Regions from separate parts of the Gossypium arboreum genome. Here region 1 is linked to region 2. A link is a contact called in public Hi-C data. All regions are on one chromosome and are shown on one strand. Each heading gives the region's core, a stretch centred on a gene start, on an enhancer-like site or on the middle of the called end of the contact. The rest is flanking DNA. Distances are from core to core; before and after follow the strand shown. Region 1 holds the start of LOC108480940 (21 kDa protein-like). Region 2 holds the start of LOC108483120 (elongation factor Tu, chloroplastic).

What was found. A called contact is a pair of places that touch in the nucleus more often than the background predicts.
Region 1: a contact with region 2 is called in a Hi-C map of leaf, with 1.7 times the contacts expected there. The contact joins the promoter of LOC108480940 here to the promoter of LOC108483120 in region 2. A contact is called at or near these places in 2 of 5 Hi-C or Micro-C datasets (both in leaf).

Annotation. Positions count from the first base shown.
Region 1 is chr1:14,235,225-14,237,924 of ASM2569848v2, reverse strand. It overlaps LOC108480940 (21 kDa protein-like), which reads right to left and starts at 1,281. Exons shown (of 1, transcript XM_017784089.2): 1 at 271-1,281. The coding sequence starts at 1,180. The coding sequence ends at 575.
Region 2 is chr1:13,839,898-13,842,605 of ASM2569848v2, reverse strand. It overlaps LOC108483120 (elongation factor Tu, chloroplastic), which reads left to right and starts at 1,291. Exons shown (of 1, transcript XM_017786340.2): 1 at 1,291-2,708. The coding sequence starts at 1,532.

The sequences.
Region 1 (2,700 bases), core at 32-2,531, 400 kb before region 2:
AAGAAAGTATGCAACTAAGTACGGGGTAGGCAATCAACATTGGGTAGGGACTAAGGCCCAGAATTTGAAGTGGAAGTTGAGTGCTCGAATATATTAATATCGAAAATACTCGTAATTTCAAGTACAAGATATTTTTGAATACCAAATTAATCTTGACGTTTGAAACAAAATTTGCATTTAGTAAAGTTATTAAGTAGTCTTAAATGAGTTACAAAAATATGAGATCAAAATAATACTACTATGTCTATACAAAATCAAGACCAGATGTACTTGTAACAAACTAAAACCTCTGCTTGTATGCTGCAACAGAGGCTTCATCAACTTTACTTTTACTATGTTCACAAAAAGCAATTTATTGTACAGATACAACGTGTGCGCATAATATAGATCACTCCGTTCATTTTCATTAAGACACCAAGATCACACACAGACACACACACATCTCCATTCCCTTCTTTGGACCACATATATATTTTACATTTACCAGGAAAACAGAAGTAGTTTCTAAAAATCCATAAATACAATTGCTACCGTAAATAATGACTAAATTTCCCCTGTACAGTTGATTAAATAGCTAACCATGAAATGAAGCATAGCTGTTGACCAAAGCCAAGGCATTACTTGTCAAATGAGCGATTGTGACAATCTTGGATCTCACAGCAGTCTTTATACTGCCGTTCATGTTTTTCCCTCCAAACCCGTCGGCGCAGGTGTTCTCATCCGTCAAAGCAGCGCTAACCCATGTCTGTATATCGTTAATCATTAGTCCAAAATTGGAGCCTTTAATCTGACCCATCTCGCTGATTGACTTTCTCAGCTCATCTATCGTGTCCTCCAATTCCTCCACGCAATCTTGCATGGCGCCCACCTCTGTAGGCTTCAATCCTTGGCTTTTGGCAAGCTTCACCATCATGGCCGAGGTTGACTTGGCGGTTGAAAGGGTCACGTTTAGGGCTGCATGGGCGATGAGTTGGGGGCTTGTTTGGATCATGCTAGCCTGTGTTAAGAGAGATTCGTAACAAAGTTTAGGGTAAGTCGTTGAACTACAAGATGTTCTGATAAACTCAATGCTAGTTTTAGGGGCAATTTGCCTACCAGCTGAACTTATATTTATCAAGGAACTAAAGGCGACAAGAATGAGAAGGAATCCAAAAGAATTATAAGAGAATGTGCTTGCCATATCTCTTGCTCTTTATTTTTTCTATTTTTTGTTTTTTGTTTCCAAAGAAAAATGAGAGCAACTGGAATGATGAAAATGGTGGAGGCAAAGGCCAGCAATTTATAGGGATAATTGTTACCGCATGTGCATGTGCGTAATTCTCGCATACGTGATGTAATTGGTCCTAACTAGGCTTTTAAGGGCCAAGCCTCATTGGAATAATTAGGGACAAGTTGTGTTCACGAGGTAACACAAATCGGGTTACAGTTGAAAACAATAAAATTGATACGATATGGCCCTTTGTCTTTTAGCTAGATATTTTAAAACAAACATGACAAAATTCTGTCGGCTGCGGTTGGATTTTTTAAATATATCAAATTTCCTTGTATCCTTTTTCAAAAACTAAATCATTAAGCTTTGTTTTTTTCTTTTACACTTGTATTTGAATATTTAAACTTTTAAAATATATAAAAAGTTTAAATTTTTAAAAAATAAATAAGTCCCTACTTTTTTATTTTACATTTAATTAGGTACTTAAATTTTTAAAATACATAAAAAACCTTTAAACTTTTTAAAAATATAATTAAGTCCTTTTTCACTCAATTGGGTATTTTAACTACTCCTAATTTTTTCAAATAAAGTCACCACATGTCACAACCTCAATAGGACATGTAACAAAAATGATAAAAATAAAAATCAATGAAAATTTATAAAAATATTAAATTTTAATTAAAATATTTAAAAATTAGAATAACTAGAATAATTATAAAATCGTAAAAGAATTTATAAAGAATTTTAAAATTTTATAAAAGTTGTAAAAATTGTAAAATATATAGAAATATAGAAAAAATTATAAAATTTTATAAAGTCATAACAAAATTATAAAAATAAAGAAATATAAAATTGAAAAAGACTTATAAAAATTATCGTACTAAAAAGCATGTCATGCCGTGTTGCGATATATGGTAACTTTAATTAAAAAAAACAAGAAGCTGTTATCTTTAACGGTTAAAGTTAATAGTTAAAGGTCTTTTTTATGCATTTTATAATTTTATGGTATTTATAAAACAATCCTAATTTTAATAAATTCTAAATATTTTTATTAAAATTAAATATTTTATAAATTTTATTGATTTTTATTTTTTATAATTTTTTTGTCACATGCCACGCCATGGTTGTTACACAAGTGGCTTTGACTAAAAAAGATAAGGGGTAATTAAATTTAACGATCAACTGTTAAAGTTAATGGTCAAATGGTATTTTTGAAGCATTTAACAGTTTAAGTACCTAATTGGATGAAAAATTTAGGAGCTTAATTGCTTTTCTTAAAAAGTTTGAGGGTATTTTTATGCATTTTGAAAGTTCAAATATACATTGTGTGCAAAAAATAAAAAACAAAAAAATATACTTAATTACTTTTTAAAAAAATTAAACACTTTTAAAGCCTTAAATCAATATTCTATTATGTTAAATATCAGAATTTACTATGTTGAAAATTTTAAAACAACATATAAAAATTCAAATAGTGAAACTGATAAAAC
Region 2 (2,708 bases), core at 42-2,541:
GTCTCCAACAATTAAATATATATTAATATAAACAACATTTTAAATTGATATAATAGAAATATTAAATTGATTCAAAATTTTACATGCATGACCAATAAAAACATATTGTCAAATTCAAGGACTGAATTGATAAAATATTAATAATATAAAAATTAAAAATACATAAAATCACTTAAATTTTACACTAATTTAATTGAATTTCTTTCCATATTTTTATATTTATATTAATAAAATTTTGCTCATACCCTTTTTATCTACCGTTTATTTATTTACTTTTTAGAATATTATCCACTATTTTATTTAATTTTTGTAAAATAGATCTACTATTTATTGAAGATAAAGAAAGGGGGGATTTGTAGACCACTGAAGTTTTAGGGGAAAGTTGAGAACCTGAATCAGAGACGTGGCACGATAAGGGCTGGGGTTGTCTTTGTAGGTTTGGGTGGGTTGTCTTATCATGGATCTTTCATGTCCTCAGACAATCTAAACCATAATATTTGTTTGGTCAAAAAGACCATATTCCTAGCCCTGTTCTAAGCATTACCCCAACCCTAAACCTTCAAGGAAAACACACTCCTTTGAACTATTTGACGGGTCCTTGTATTGAAGGGCCTTAGAGTTAGGAGTCAGTAATTTAATGTTCTCTAGCATTTGGTTTAAATAATTGGATTAAATCTCAAAATTATAAGTAGATTTTAGTTTAATATATAATTTTATATAAATTTTAATTTTATGTGATTTTATATATAATATTTTAATTTAATTTAATTCTTATAAATTATTAATATAATTATTGGTAAAACATCATATTATGTTTATATATAGCATACACAAATAATTACATTTATCCAATATTAAAATACTTTAATGTATTTATTTATTTAAATGTGTATAATTGAATCAAAATGAAAATTTTATTTATATATTTGAACCACATTCAAAGTTTCACATATATAATCGCACAAATTAAAATTTATGTATAATTTTATTTTTAAAATTTATAGAGGTAATTTAACCAAATATGAACATTTGAAAGTGGAATAAGCACTATTATTTAGGTTTAATACTTGAATTTCATACAGTTTTCTGATAATTTTATATATACTTACATTTAATAAAAATTAATACATTTTTTATTTTTAAAAAAAACCTGTAAACTTATTGAAATATAGTAGTATAGAACTTCAAGATAGGAAGCCCAATTTTTAGGCCTAAAGAAGTAATAGTGATTTGTGGGGATGGGATGATGGGCCTGCTGGGTAGTAAGTGAGCATAGGAAGAGGAAATTTCAATAGTACCCCGAGAGAGCGAGGGAGGGAGCAGTGGATATGGCAGAGGAAGCAGAAGTGGATAAAACAACTCCTCATATTAGCCTTTCTTTTTAGTCCGTCCATTTCACAAACCCTCATCCTCAAAGCCACAGAGGAATAAGATAACACAAACCCAAATCTCTTTTACCTTCTCTTCTTCATTTTCCAAAGCCAAAGGCCAAAACCCTCCTTTCCTCTCTTCTCCTCTCCTCTACAAGGAAATGGCAATTTCATCAACAGCAGCAGCCACTGCCGCTTCTTCTAAGCTTAGATACCCACACGCCTCCCCTTTCCCAACTCACTCCTCAACCACCACCTCTGCCTTTTTCTCCTCAATTCCCTCTAAACTAACCCCTACCCACCTCTCCTCTTCCTTCCTCCCTCCTTTCCTCACTACCGTTGCCACCACTTACGTATTCCCTCGCCGTCGCGATTCTTTCACCGTCAAAGCTGCCCGTGGGAAATTCGAACGCAAAAAGCCCCACGTTAACATCGGGACCATCGGCCATGTCGACCACGGCAAAACCACCTTAACTGCCGCTCTAACTATGGCCTTAGCTTCCATGGGTAACAGTGCCCCAAAAAAGTACGACGAAATTGATGCCGCCCCTGAAGAGCGTGCCCGTGGCATCACCATTAACACCGCCACTGTTGAATACGAAACCGAAAATCGCCATTACGCCCACGTCGACTGCCCAGGGCACGCTGATTATGTCAAAAACATGATTACCGGAGCTGCCCAAATGGACGGTGCTATCTTGGTTGTTTCCGGAGCCGATGGACCCATGCCTCAGACTAAAGAACATATCTTGTTGGCTAAACAGGTCGGTGTCCCTAACGTGGTTGTGTTTTTGAACAAACAAGACCAGGTAGATGATGAAGAGCTTTTGCAATTAGTGGAATTGGAGGTGCGTGAATTGCTTTCTAGTTACGAATTTCCCGGTGATGATGTCCCTATTATTTCTGGCTCCGCACTTTTAGCTTTAGAAGCTTTGATGGCTAAGCCCAGTATTCCTAGAGGTGAAAACCAATGGGTGGATAAGATTTATGAACTTATGGATGCTGTTGATAGTTACATTCCTGTTCCTCAAAGACAAACAGATTTGCCTTTCTTGTTAGCTGTTGAGGATGTGTTTTCCATCACGGGTCGTGGTACTGTTGCCACTGGTCGTATCGAGAGAGGTACTGTTAAGGTTGGAGAGACTGTTGACATTGTTGGATTGAAGGATACAAGGAACGTAACAGTTACTGGTGTGGAAATGTTTCAAAAGACATTAGATGACGCCATGGCTGGTGATAATGTTGGGTTGTTACTTAGAGGTGTTCAAAAGGCCGATATTCAGAGAGGGATGGTTTTGGCTAAACCAGGGACAATCACTCCGCATACCAAGTTCAGCG